2 separate regions of the Triticum aestivum genome follow, and region 1 is linked to region 2. A link is a contact called in public Hi-C data. All regions are on one chromosome and are shown on one strand. The core of a region is the stretch at or near the end of the contact, and the rest is flanking DNA. Distances in the headings are between cores, read along the strand shown. Region 1 holds the start of LOC123182587 (F-box protein At5g46170). Region 2 overlaps LOC123182583 (ubiquitin carboxyl-terminal hydrolase 25).

The links. Hi-C and Micro-C count contacts between places; a contact is called where the count stands out from the background.
Region 1: a Hi-C map of leaf shows a contact between it and region 2, with 4 times the contacts expected there. The contact joins the promoter of LOC123182587 here to the enhancer-like site in region 2. A contact is called at or near these places in 3 of 5 Hi-C or Micro-C datasets (leaf and root) and 1 of 1 datasets of contacts at active chromatin or transcription factors (leaf).

What each region holds. Positions count from the first base shown.
Region 1 is chr1D:424,660,615-424,668,047 of IWGSC CS RefSeq v2.1, forward strand. It overlaps LOC123182587 (F-box protein At5g46170), which reads left to right and starts at 2,930. Exons shown (of 2, transcript XM_044595217.1): 1 at 2,930-4,334; 2 at 6,117-6,645. The coding sequence starts at 3,009. The coding sequence ends at 4,292.
Region 2 is chr1D:424,429,269-424,436,523 of IWGSC CS RefSeq v2.1, forward strand. It overlaps LOC123182583 (ubiquitin carboxyl-terminal hydrolase 25), which reads left to right. Exons shown (of 9, transcript XM_044595213.1): 5 at 820-906; 6 at 1,024-1,802; 7 at 2,489-2,617; 8 at 3,083-3,227; 9 at 3,396-3,750. The coding sequence ends at 3,191. LOC123182585 (a long non-coding RNA gene) reads right to left here. Exons shown (of 8, transcript XR_006492252.1): 4 at 7,146-7,214; 5 at 6,744-7,074; 6 at 6,418-6,646; 7 at 6,217-6,284; 8 at 4,829-5,630. Among protein-coding and RNA genes, the nearest start is that of LOC123182585, 4.7 kb to the right of the region's middle. Within about 2 kb of position 4,308, at least 3 of the 8 cell types and tissues checked have an H3K27ac peak or open chromatin away from gene starts, as enhancers often do. A contact at or near this core is called in leaf, where this site is marked.

The DNA.
Region 1 (7,433 bases), core at 1,680-4,179, 230 kb after region 2:
TTGAGAGACCAATGAGAGCGATCGTTTCTCGGTTTAAAAGAAAGGGGTCCGGACCTCTTTTTCTGATACTGTGAGAAAACCAGGGTTTTGGAGATACTACGGTCTTGTAAACTGGAGCATTTGGTGACACCAAACACATCAAAGTATTTTAAACCGTGGTTTTTAAAAGTACCATGGTATTTTTCTAAAACTCCAAAAATACTGCAGTGCCAAACGCAGCCTTAGAGCATCTCTAGCCATTGGCCCCTCAAGGGCGTCGAAAAAGAGCGGCCCGGGGGCGAACCGGCGCTAGATTGGCCCCTGGGGGCGATCTAGCTCCCAGCCACGCCCCCAGGCGCCGCCTCCCAAGACGCGACAAATTCAAACTTGGTCATTCCCGCTCACAAAAAAAGCCACAAGTCCGGAGATCAGCGGCTCATCAGTTCGGCGGTCACCTTGCTAGAGTTCGGCGATCGGATGAAAAGTTCGGCGTACAAAAAATGGAAAGGACGTGTGGGCATCAAACGGCGGGGTCGGCCTCTTGCGTCGGTGGAGTCGGCGTGCGCGGGCTTGGCGGTGTCGGAGCTGCTTCTGTGTTGGGCGGCGTCGGCGCGGCTTCTGTGCTGCTGGGCGTCGTGGAGGCATCATCGCTCGGGCTTGGCGGCGTCGTCGGCGTGGGCGTGGGAGTTGGCGGCGCCGTCGACGACAGCTGGTTCAGGATGAGGCCGTGCTCCGCCAAGTACCACGCCTTGAGCTGCTCGTCGTTGCTCTGGAGCATGTCCGCCCCGCCCATGAGGAAAGCCAGGTCGGTGTTCCTCTTCTTCGCGGCGACGTTGGTCCGGAGTAGGTCGAGCTTGACGGCGCTGTTGGTCATCAACGCCGACCACCGCGCCTCGGTCTTCTCTTCACGCAAGGCGGCCCGGGCCTGTGCGTCGGCGAGGCAATGCTCAATGGACTCCTGGACTCGTGCGGTTGCCGAGTCGGCGTGTTTCCCCTTCTTGGCCCCCTTGTTTCCTTCGAGGCGCCCGTCGCCCGCACCCGGCGTCGGCGCGTCCAGCTTGTAGGTCTCCTTGGCCTTGGCGAGGGTGCGCCGGACATCCGCGCACTTCTCGCACTTCTCGATCCGCTTGAAGACGTGGAGGTACTTGAAATCTTGGTCGCTGCTGTCCTGGCGAAACATGGCGAACATCCGCACCAACTGCGCCGAGGAACAACCAGTCAGCGGCGCGCACCGACGAAAGGAAAAAGGAGAGGCCGGCGTGTCATACGTGATCCTCGATGCTGGCGTCGCTCTCCGAGCGAGTCGCGATCTCCTCGACGATCCCATGCCATTTGTTGCACGCCGACTGGATGAGCCCCCAATGGTTCGCCATTGCCTTCGCCCCGCGCTGCATGTACACGCCTTTGAAGTAGGGGTCGACGAGCTTGCGCTCGTCGAACTCGGCCTTGATGCGGTCCCAATACGTGTCGATGCTCTGGTTCGTGCCGGTGATCGGGTCGAGGCAGACGACTTTCCACGCTTCGGCGAGGCACTCGTCCTCCTTGGACGCCCACTTGATGCGCGGCTCGCCGGTCCTGGCCGTCCCCTTCTTCTTCTTCTTCTTCTGTTTCCTCGCCGGAGCAGGCGCCGGCTCCTCCTCGTCCTCCGGCTCCGGCTCCGGCTCCTCCTCGCTGTAGTCGAGCTCGCCGTCCATGTCGCCGTTGATGTCGTCATGGGTAGTAAACCCGGGGGACGCGGCGGCCGCGGCCGAGCCGGCCGTGATGATGTCGTCCATGTCGGCTTCGGTCGCGTCGGTGTCGCGGAGAAGCGACGTGGAGGCTTGGGAGAAGGGCAGCGCGCCACGACGGAGAGGGGGCGTCGGGGAGGATGCGTAGGCCGGCGGTGAGTAGGTGTACAGAGGGTATTGCACGCCGGCGAAGGCGGGCGAGGGCGTCCGGCGGGCCGGGTGACCATGGGGGAAGGTGACGTTGGGGTTGAACCCGCCGGGCGCGTCACCGTCGGTGTAGCCCGGCGACGGCGTGCAGCCCCAGGGTTGCGGCGACGACGAGAAGCCGGCCAGAGAACCGACGCTTTGCTGGCTTCAGGGCGCGTACTGGCCGTGGCCGCCGGGTGGGTTCATCATCCCCACGCGAGCCGCCTCGGCTTGTTCGGCCGAGCGCTCCGCCTGCTCCGCCGCCGCCGCAGCCGCGAGCCGCGCCGCGCTGTCCCGTGCCTTCTTGGCGTTGGCCCCGTTCCTCCGGTCGGTGGTGACAGCCTCCCGGCGCTGAACTTCCGCCCACCAGTCGGCGTTGGACATGCCCGGCGGCTTGGACGGCAGCGCCCTCGGCTTCCTCTACTTCGGCTGGGCGACGGCGGCGGTCGGAGCCGTCGCGGTGGGGGGGCCACGTACTTCTTCGGTGACATGGCGGCCGACGGGGAGGGGAGGAGGAGGAGATTGACGGGAGGAATGGAGAGAATGAGAGGGAAGCCGGGTGGAAAAGCGGGAAGAAACGGCGGAAAAAGGCCCTCCTCTCGCCGACGGAACGGCCCCGCACCCCTTTTCGCTTGTGCCGGCGCCCCCAGCGCGCTGGGTTCGGCTCGGGTGCGCCGGCTGTTATTTTGGTCCAACCCGACGAAAAACAGACTTCTAAAGACGCGACTGGACCGATTTTCGCCCGTCAGCGCTAAAAAATCGTCTGGAGAAGGCCCGTTGAGGGCGCGGATGGAGTCGCTCTTGGCGTTTCATTTTCTCAATCACATCGTGGTGCCGGTAGGGCCTGGCACCGACGGAACCCACAGCGAATTCCTCTCCGAAAACTCCCAAAGCTGAATTATTAAAGTGAAAAAGAACTGCATTACACCGCCACGATTTCGGGAAGGTGCAGGGGCTCCACGGCATTTTGTCTTCCCCGAGAGAGCAGAAAACATCATCAAGGATTCAAGGCAGTGCAAGCCGTCCACCTCCACGCCCGCTCCCTCCTCTCCTCGTGGCCTCCCACGCCCCGCATTCCCCCCTCCCCCAGATCCGGCCCCCCGACGCCGCCGGCCGATGGCCGCGGACGCCGCCGCCGCCGCCGCGGGGCCCCGCCGGTGGCGCTGCGAGGAGGAGGAGCGGCAGCCGCACCGCCTCTCGGCCGCCGCGGCGGCCGACGACCGCTTCGACGGCCTCCCCGACCCGCTGCTCCTCCTCATCTTCAACCGCATCGGCGACGTCAAGGCGCTCGGCCGCTGCGCGCTCGTCTCCCGCCGCTTCCACGCCCTCGTGCCCCTCGTCGACTCCGTGCTCGTCCGCGTCGACTGCGTCATCCCCGACGACCCCGCCTCCTCCGCCTCGGGCTCCCCGTCCTCCTCCGCGCCCTCCTCCCCCACCGCCTCCGCCTCCGCCCGCGCGCGCGGCGTCTTCTCCCAGATCGCGCGCATGCTCATCGGCGGCATCGTCAAGCCCATCCAGGCGCTCGGCCAGATCCTCTCCCACGCCGGCTCCGCCTCCGACTTCCCGGCCTCCGCCTCCCTCTCCTCCTTCCGCCGCTCCGCCGCCTCCTCGCTCTCGTCCTCGGCGTCGGCGCCCCCCGGCGACGTCTCGCACCACTCGCCCTCCGAGGTGCTCCGCTCCTTCAAGGAGCTCCGCAGCCTGCGCATCGAGCTCCCCGCCGGCGAGCTCGGCATGGACGACGGCGTGCTGCTCAAGTGGAAGGCCGACTTCGGCTCCACGCTCGGCAGCTGCGTCATCCTCGGCGCCGCCTCCGCCTCCGCCTCGCCCTCCTCTGCCGCCAAGGACGGCGCCACTGCCGCACCTCCTCCTGCGACCGCTGATTGTGCCGAGTCTGACGATTCAGGGAGCATACCGGAGTCCTTCTACACCAACGGGGGGCTTAAGCTGCGGGTGCTATGGACCATCAGCTCGCTGATTGCGGCGTCGGCCCGGCATTACCTGCTGCAGCCCATCATTTCCGACCACGCGTTGCTGGAGAGCCTGGATCTGACGGACGCCGATGGGCAGGGCGTGCTCACCATGGACAAGTGGCAACTGCAGGAGCTACGGGTCAGGCCAGTATCAGCGTCTGGTGACTCGCACCGCACGCTCATGCCGGCCCTTAGCATGCGGTTGTGGTATGCGCCACACATTGAGCTGCCTGGGGGCACGGTCTTGAATGGAGCAACACTGGTGGCCATCAAGCCGAGCGAAGAGGCAATGATGGATGCAGTTGGGAATGCAACTGCTGGGTCAGCAGGTGGATCCTGGGTTTCAGATGCTTTTGAGGAGCCATATCGGACGGCCGTCGGTGTGCTTCTCAAGCGGAGGATGTATAGCCTTGAGATGAACTCATTCTAAGCTATGGAGGGAGTGCCATTCCAGAAGTTTCATCTGTGAGAGGTAAATTTCACACTGCATTCGGTCCAATATTTGTCTGATTATTTAGCTTTGCCTCTAAGGACTGACTCAACCTTATTTTGCACAATTGTGACACTATCATCACCAGCTCACCACCATTGTGATGCATTGTAGATTTGTAGCCAACGTAGTTAGAAATTTTAAGATTTGAGTGTTAGTCGGAATGTTGGATTTAGGTTTACCTCGTGTTAATATTTTGGTTATTTGTCGTAAGAAGCAAATTATTATAAACCAATCATCGAATTAGTGTGTACTTATATGGAGTTATTGTGAAGCACTTGTTTCGGCTATTGTATACTAGTTCTCCCTTTAAATATTCAGTTTTGGCTCCAAACTCAATTTACATGAGTACATTGCTAGACTGAGTGTACAACCATACAATGGAACTCAATTTAAAATCATACTTCTCATGAACATTATGAACTCTGGCAATACGTTATTGCACAAATCCTGAAAGAGTATCGGAGTTTGAACAGGCTCCTAGATTCATGATTCAGCAGTGATGTGTTTGGTGTTCGTTACTTCAGTTTTTTTGGTGATGGTGATAAGCCAGTAACCTTCATATAAACTTAAATGAAATAATTCAATTCGTATGATCAACAAGTGGTTTGCCAAATCATTATTCCCGGTCACTTTCTTTCTTTTTGCGACGTTGGAAAATTATGTTAGCACTGATCATCATTCATCAGTGATACATGACATAGATAATCCTGTTTGATTTGCCTGTGGCGCTTAATTTATGAGGTGTCAATTCTTCTTCTGAGTTCTGACTCTCGAAAATTTAACTGACTGACCAAGTTGAAACCCACATATAAGAATGTCCATCTTTCCAGCAAGAAGCAAACAGGTTTAGCTGGCTAGCTTTCTTTGCTATGCCTAATATCTTGCATTTTCTTATGTACAAACACCAATATCTACCCGCAAACTGTCGTTTTCAGCTGTTTTACCATTTTGATAAGAGCTGTACTCTGCACTTCATTAAGAACCATCTTTCCCATTATTACTTTGGACATGTGCAATTAAGGAATAGGAAATAAAGAGAGGGGGTGTTGGAGATTTGGGGAATGCTAGGGGCTAAGGGCTAGTGGAAGGCAATTGTGGTTTAAGAAAAGAAAAATGCTGTGCACCAACCTGTACTTTCGGGATGTATTATTTCTACCCATTATGATAAAAGTTGCACCGCGTGCTCTTTAAGGATCACCCGTTCCATTACTACTTTTGAATTGTGCAGTTAAGGTAGGAAAAAAAGGAGAAATGTTAAGAAGTCTTGATGCTAGGCTAGTCAAAGGAAAGTGTGCTTTCTGGGACAAAAGCCGATCTTCTTAATTGCGTTGGTTACCAACTTACCATCATGTGTATCTGCCGATATGGCCCAACATGCTGTGTACTTTAGTCGTAGAATTAGGTACTTGCTATCCATAGCCCAAGCACATATGAGGAATCTTCCGCATTCATCCATCTAAATTGGTTAGTTCCGCTTCAAGGATTTTCGCTCAGGAGAAGATGAGGGTGGATGGGCCACTTAAAATGTAGGATCCACTTAGTTATATGTAGGCTGTAGATTTCAGGCCCTACTACAATAGTTTCTGGTCGATTTATAATGCCATAAAACTCAAATCTGTTTAATGTAATGTGCAGTTGTACACTAATTAACTAATGTGCAGAAGGCTATATGGAAAGCTGTAATAACTTTGTAACTGTGAAGTCCCTTCACTCTTCATAGCATTTTGCTGAAATGTTTCACGTTCCTGTCTCTGTTTTCAGGTTTATTCTGTTCTCTCACGAGATGCAACTCGAAGCACAATGTAACTTAAGCAATGGAGTCGAAGTTCTCTGGCTGCCTATTTTACTCCAGCCTGCACCTACCTGAGAAACCCGGACAAGTAGTTAGTAATGTATGAACGTGGAGAAAAGCTATGTGCATCCTTCGGGTCTGTTCGGAACCTCTCAACTCGTCGATGTTGGAGCTGCTAGACAAGTCATCGTTGAGCCTGCTGGCGGCCGTCCCTCCACTTGCCTACGTCGGATGTGGCGGCATTACGGGTAGATCTTCGTTGTATGTATGGATCCTCGTGAAGCTGGTGCTAACACCATGTCGATTTCTCGCTTCGGATTGTAGCTCTTTTTGGAAAGGAAGTTTGCAGCGTTCTGTAGCATGAGATGTACATGAGTATCTGCAAGTTCGTTTCTAGTCTGAACTTGCAGACCCTCCGTAAATGTTTACTTCGAAACAAGGGCTAATGTAGTGGTACAATGCTGTGTGTTGAGTGCTGAAGCATTTCTGTGTCGATGCTGCTGCTGAGAGCATGTCTTATTCGGGGTCGGCGTGAAATATTATTTCGGCCTCGACTCTCTTCTTGTACTGTTGTTCTATGTGTTTTTGTTTGTTTGCGGGATTTTTTTTTTGAACGAAGAGAGGCCTCCCCCTCTGATTTCTGTTATTAAAGAAACCATCTGATTCATTACATAGACCTACTCAAAGAACTACCAGCATATCATCATCAAAAACCTGAAAGCAAACCCGCTAAACAGGCAGTAAACACCAGACTCCATACTTACAGCACATTGCATGGCAATGAAATGCACGGGAGGTTGAAGTTGAAGAAGCTTCAGCCATGGATCCGGAAAGAAGTTGAAGAAGCTTCAGCCATGGATCCGGAAAGCTCCAGGATGCCACCCTTGAGATGCTCGGCAAACTTCACTTACATGCTCTATGATTTTTGCTCCCAGCATCAACACCTTTGGACTTTCCTCCTTTATCTGCGACATTGCTTTTTATCAGTACAACAGAATCATTACTGATAGTCCTTTCAAATACTATGTCATTTCTACATCTCAAAATAATCCAAAATATAGCAGCAACACCAACCAACACCAACTACTAAAACATACACTCAAACTATCAGGTATAGATCTTAAATTGAAAGCACACTTAAAAAGGCTCCATACCAGTCTAGTAACAGAACATCTAAAGAAGAGATGCTCAATGCTCTCATCATGACCACAAAACACACAGTTTTGCTGCCTTTCCACCTCCTTAGCAGATCATCTCTAGTTAGGACATTATTCATGACCATCAAT
Region 2 (7,255 bases), core at 3,058-5,557:
CGTTCTTGTTTCCTGACTTTTTATGATTTTGTTGGTGTAGACGTAGTTGGAGTTATGCAGATCAGATTTGGAATCTTGGATACAAGTTAAACTTCATGGCTCAGAAAGGAAAACCATAGAAGAGTTTTTATCTAGTTACATGCGACCGAGCTATAGAAGTGCACCCCAGTAAATAATGTTTGAAGTATCCTGTAAAATCTTCAAGGCGCCATTTATGCGTGCCCCCTTCTATTTAATCTTTAGTGGTAAATACAAACGGACTTCGGAAATTGTTTCTGGGTGAATGCCAGAGAGGGTCGCTGTCAGTTTTTAAAACCATACATTATGTTCTGAACACTTCTAAACTTCTAATGCAGTAACACTGAAATCTTCTAATGAACTCATTGTACCCGTTGATCTTCACGGAAGCTTTGTGGTTTTCAACAAAATATCTAGTGTCTAATAAATTAGGACATTAACTAGTGCTTTGCATGCCCTTTACATGGTTATTTATACCTGAATGGAATGCGTTCTGTAGTTGATGTTTCAGAAATAGCTTGCCTGCCGGTCTTGGAATAATGCATGATTTTCTTTTTTGACTGCATGAAACTACAAATTCACCAACAAAGGTGCCAGTAGTGAGACCTGAGTGGGTGTGAATAACATATCTTAATAATGTTTTTTTGTTCCAAGAAACTTTTTTTATACTATTGACATTAACGAGTAGCGCCTGATTACTTTCCATATTTCCAAATATTATTTTGGATATTTTAGTGCACTCCTTTGTCTGAACATTTGTTCACAATAACTTTTTTTTGATTTTATTGCATGGATCTGCAGGACCCACAACCGGTATATAATCTTTTTGGCAGCATCGTCCATTCAGGTTTCTCCCAAGATTCTGGTCATTACTATGCATATGTTAAGGTAATAGGCTATTCAGTCAGTGTCTAAACTTCTTCAGTTCTATTGCCCTAACATCTTACTAAGTGTTTCTGCCAAAAACATTTTGCTAAATGTACTGGGAACTTGAATTACATGCAGGATGCTACTGGTCGCTGGTACTGTTGTAATGATTCTCATGTCTCCCTCTCAAACTCTCAGGACGTTTTGACTGAGAAGGTCTATATCCTATTCTATATACTGAGTTCCAAAACTCAAAAAAATAGTACAAATGGTTACTCTTCTAGTGCAGTTAAATCTTCCAACACCAATGGGAATGGCATATCAAGTGCCGCATGTAGTGAGCCTCTGAAGATACCATTAGTGAAGCAGAACGGCTCATGCTCTACTAAAGGTATTGTGCCACTACCCCTAAAGAATGGCAAGATTGCACCAGGTCTACAGTTCAAGCCGATCCACTTGAAGAATACAGGAACAGAGAAGGTTGCATCAAATGGCAAACCGCACCCCGTTTTGAGAAAGCTAGAAGTTAATGAAGCCACAACACTAGTGGAATCGAACGGATGTGGACCCGCAAAATCTGCAGAACCCAGTGAAGGGTATGCTAATGGTAGTATTTCCTGCGATAAGTTGGACGCTGATTCACAAAGAATGTTGCAAGGCACAGATGGAAATGGAGATCCAGTTCATTTTGTTGGCCTCCAAGAGACCAGTGGTGCCAAGGCCACGTGCGCTGAAAAACCCCCTGAACAGCCATCTAGTGTTGTTACCTCAACATTGGACAAGAGCATTTGTAGTTCAGAAAAGGGTCCTAAAAGCTCAGTTTTACACCCTGAAGTATCTGCTGACTCGGTCAAAGCAGTGGTGGCTTCAGCCAAGGACTTGAAGCATCATCTTGAAGAAGGAAAGTTTAAGGAAATGTAAGTCTTGAATTGACAGTATTATTGCTTTTCCTATTCGTATTTCTTTCCATGAAACACCGACTGTCCATTCAGTTGCTTTATTCTCCTCCTGTAGTTTTCAGACATTGAACACCTTCCATGTTTACTGCTTTAGCTTTGATTATTTTGAACTGAGCCCGCACCATCGTTTACTGGTTTAGCTTTGATTATTTTGAACTGAGTCCACACCCATCTAGCTATGAAGATACATTAAACAACAAATATTAGGCTATCATGGTTTGAACATCGTTGAAATTTGCATTGCAAATGTGCAAGTGGTGTATGTTGCAAACTGAAGATTATGGTTCATGCATGTCTGTTTCCAATAGGAAGTACTATCAACTTAAGGATCTAACGTTGCATGAAGCTTGGATAGACTAGATTCATACATTATTCAAGGATGACATGGATCGGTACTTTGCAAATAATCCCTCAGATATAAGAATTCATGCATGAAGGCTGTAACACCTTTTGAATATTTTCATCCAGCTGAACCTAATTCAGTGACTGATATGCCAGAGTCACTAAGCTAGCATATCTGCACTGCATGCTTCACCATTTTACTATTTTTCTTTATTATCTTTGACGCCTAGGTTTTAATTTGTGTTGTCAGCTGTAGTAATTTCATGATGCTTACTGCCTGTTTTATTAATTAAAATTTCCAGGCTTGCTGAATCAGCATCTTCTGAGCTTCGGTCGTCTGCTTGGGCGGATGATGTATGTAATTTTATGCGTTCTGCAAAGAGGCGGTGTATACAGAACACAGGCACGTCTCAAGATAGTGAGGCAATCAGGTGAAGTGCTTTGCTCCAAGTTTTTTCTGCTTCAGCTATATTTTTCTGTTGCTTTAAAATATATTTATATATGGAGCTGTTCTTTTGCTTGTGAGATAGACAGGGAAACCTAATGCTCTGCACACTGCTATTATGATATTTCGATTTCTTATTACTCTACTTAGCCATATCCTTGTGCCATTTAGCACTGTGTTACTCTAAAATGAGTGAACAAACACAGTAAAACATGTCTATATACATCTGATTCAGAAAAAAGTAGAACATCTTATATTTGTGAACGGAGGGAGTACCTTTGTAGGAAATCTTTCAGTTTTCTAGCTAAGTTATTTTTCGGAATCCCCAGCATATGCCAAATATGAGAATTTTATTTTCCACTGTGTGTGATCATCATTACACTCATGGGTGGTGTGTCCACATCGTCCAATGTATCTAATATTGTATATAATGCTTTCTCCTGTAATGCAGGAAGCAGCTAATAAGTGATTCTGGAAGAGTATTTAGGTCCAAAATTCCAGAGTTACTGCGGGAAGATCTGATTCAATCCCTGAGATCATACTTTGAGGATAAATTTTGACTAGATGCTTAAGCTTGTGTGGGCCTTGTTTAAAAGGTAATACACAATTTACTTATATATTTTCCAACCATTGTAAAGATAATCTTATGAGGGATTTTGTGTGTCATGTGTACATACATTTTTATGCTCTGGCAATTCCCCTCTTGTTTTTTAAAATTGTAATGCTCTTCAATTTCTAATGTAATCTTATGCTTGACAATTTAGGTGCCAGTGGTCTACTAGGAGCTCCATGCACGGCTGGCTTATTTTTGAGGCGTTTTTGTTCCCTGAGATGAGATGAGGTTGAGAAGTAGAGCGACGTGTAAAGCTTGCCTCCTTTTTGCTGTTGTCCCCCATGCTATACTGTAGGCTTGAAACCCCACAATCAGGCACCCCTTTCTTCTGTTTCTAGCATCTAGCAGCAGACTGTTTCTTGTTTCCCCCCCTTTGTACAATTATAAGTGGTAGACCCCCTTGTACAATTATAACTGGTAGATTAGCTCATGAATTTCTTGGGTCTTGACCTGATCTCAAAATAAACCTGTTGATGGTTTTAATTATATATGATCGGTTACTTTCAGCTATCTGGGTGTCATTCTGCAGAACGGCTGATGGATTCCGGATATGATAATGATCTGTCAAAAGCGACCTGTCTGTCTGTGAATAGATGTAGACTAACTTTTTATAAGACGTTTTTAGAGTCCATGAAAGTATAGAAAAACGTTTTATATTAAGTTACGGAGGGAGTACAAATTAATGTTTGTCCTCATCACGTCAACAACATACCCAAATATTTACTTTCTTCTAGGAGCAGCATGAACATTTGGTGAAAGAAAGAGAAACGATCTGCATGAACATTTAGGAGCAGCATGACATAATGCATTTCATTTTCTGCAGTAGACGTCTTTGAAGGCAGGCGGAGAAACGGTCTGCCAAATGTTTTTTGTGTGTGCTCTTTTATATTGCGTGTTTCAGATGATTGATTACCAGAAGGAATCATGCGTGTGGGGGACTTGGCTTTGCTCCATCATAATAATGTATCCAGAGGCTTATGTTGCGGGAAGTGTTGTTCTGAGCGCGAGCTCAGATGAGCTCTTTATCCTCGTCGCTGGTTGGCTACAAGATTCCCACCAGCCCACGTATATGTCAGTGTATTCTTAATAATATATCAACCATATTCTGGCCGATGGCCCACCCACCAACCCTATTTAATGTGAAGTTCGCCGTCTCATGAGTCGCAGCTCATAACGGCTGAGAATGCTATGGGCCACGGCTCAGACGCCATGGGACGCCAGCCGTTTACACCGGCTTATTTTTATTGGCGTCCATCTCAAGATTCCCCACTGCTTACTCAAAAACCAGCAACAGTGCACATCACACAAAAACGAATTGATCCCCTAAAAAACACAAATTGATGCTACTCAACGCCCAACAATCACATCACCGCTGATTCCACTTTTTTTATGTACTCTCTATACCAACTTCAGGCAGCACAATTCAGTCTCAGGCAACACAAACAAGTGCCATAATTCAGCCTGAACAAGCATAAGAATTCAGATCGGCCTACAAAGATAAGCACCGCAATTCAGTCTCCAGCAACATGCAACTCTAGTCACAGGCATCACACACACACTAGATGGGGCCATGAATCACATGAAAATAACAATAATTCTTCATCCAAACACCTGATCCCGGAAATGCATTGCATAGATACATATATAGTCTGCCGGACAGCCGGATGGCGCCACACAGTACAAGATATAGAAAATATTCTCCAGAACACATCAACATATCTTAGATTACACTCTTGCTCTCCTTGGTTTTCACCAGTCATAACTGATGCTGATGCAGTGATGCTGCAGCCATGCACTTCACACCAGCATCATCAGACACCCCCTAATCCCACATCCATTGGTTTTGTGCAGTTGTTTCCCCTGTGGTCCTCAACCCCACAATTCTCGCACCTAGCAGGCTTCCGAGGTTGTAGGTACTATTTAGATTTCGCTAGTGCAACCCTACTATATGTGTCTCGGCCTCTCGGGGATCTGCTTCACATGGATAAAGTGAAGTACCCACATTTTTACAAAAAAACAACATTGTTCTTTTTTTTTTTGGTACCAATCCTCCACATTTGCATTGCTAGTGCTGGGAAATACTCCATCTGTAAAGAAATATAAGAGCGTTTAGATCACTACTTTAGTAATCTAAATGCTCCTATATTTCTTTACGGAGGGAGTACTAATTTAAGGGAAAATAAAATCCTTCAGAACATGGATGCGTGCAGATATGTGCATCCAAGTATCAACCCCAACTGAAATTCTATTTGTCGTATTTATGAATGTAACGAAGACTGTGAACATGTAAGGATGTGAATTGAGCTAAACTGTGTAAGCTGAAGCTTCAGCTTTTCTCCCTCAAAGTGGCGAGCAATGTGGATGACGCATGCCCCCTATCTCGGCCCTGAAAATACGACATATAGCATAGCTAGTGAGATAGCGAGATGTCGACACTTAAGGTGTGAAGCTGGCGTCGGTGGTTGGTTCATACTTGATGCCCCAGTTTTCCTTGCTCACGGCCATCTAGCATAGAACTAATTCAAACATGCGAGCATTGCATTGTAAAGCTTCCAGGTTGTAGCCTTATCTCGTTCCTTGGTTGGATGATTAGCTGAATTTTTTATATACAGGGTCGAGCCAAATTGGTTTGATCTAGGTCTACGTTTAGAAGTGTCCAAAAAAAAATCTTCAGATTCTGGCTGGCGGTCTGAAATGTGATGAAAGAATTATGGGCAGGTTTTGAAGATCAAACTTGAAGCAGCAAAGGTAAGGGCCTTTAGGAAAGGTTTGAAGAAATTTGTAAAGGCATTTAAATAAAATAGAAGCAAGGCACAAATGATTTTCTAAAAATGTTCATGGTTTAAAAATGGTGTGAATTATTTAATGACATGATGGCATGATAACATGAAGTAATGAAAAAATAATATGAAACAAACATTATAGTAATAATTATGGAAAGAAAGTCAGGAGAATTGGCCTCGGTCTCTTACTTAATTTTTTCGTCACCATGTCCCATATTATCACCATCCAGCCTTCTGGGCGTGGCACCGGAATAAAACTGCAAATTATTAAGAAATTTGGACAAGAGTTATTAGGTGATGGGGATGGAAAAACTGCCAGTCCATTGAACAATTACGTGAGCATTGTCGCACCATTTTGGGATGATGTGATGTCATACTTCAAAGAGTCACCTGTGAACTGCCTTTGGATAGACAGGGTGTGAATGAAATCAGAGTCCCACAAGCCTAGAGTCTTGTTTGAGTAAGCAGTAGATTAGCGCAGTGAAAATCAACTTGAGCAAAGCGACGGAAAAGCAACGACACCAGTTCACGCTGAATCATGTTGCCACCCACAAGCTGGCCACTGATCATGTAGCCAGTAATCTTGATGAACATGGGAGCTTCGTGTACAAGGAAATTGCTGCATTCGATGAAAAAATGTTAGCATTGCAACATAAATGCAGCACGCAAGGATATACTCAGCAGCATATTATTGACAAATTCATGAGGAAAACTACCCAGATAATTCACTGTCAGGTGCAGTGGCGAAGTACCGCTCCAGGAGTTGCGCGACATCTGCATGTGGAGGATACAGAACAGCGCCTCAGCTCCAGGGACCTGTCTGGAACCCTGGTCTGAATACATACTTGCGGCCAAGGTGTTCAACCCGCCTCTCGCCAAAAACAGTTGTGCTCCCACCATTTGGGAGATTGATATACGACTTGCTTATGGCTTTCAAATTTCCCTTTGCAAATAAGGTGACCTGCCGTATAATGTGGTGAGCCACGCTTTCTGGCTGGGGTTGGTCGCATTGGATAGTTCTGGGCCGCTTGCTTGTCGAAGTGTTCCCTAAAAATGGAGGATAAAATGTGAGATGCTTTTATAATGCTGTTGGGAAGGTGAGATTTGCGTGCTGGTACCTTCGTAAGGAGATAGATTTAGGTGATGGCCAGTAATGGGTGCTCTGACAGGAGTACAGGTGTCGTCACCTATATGGCACGAAAGAGATTGAGATGTAACATCTGTGAAA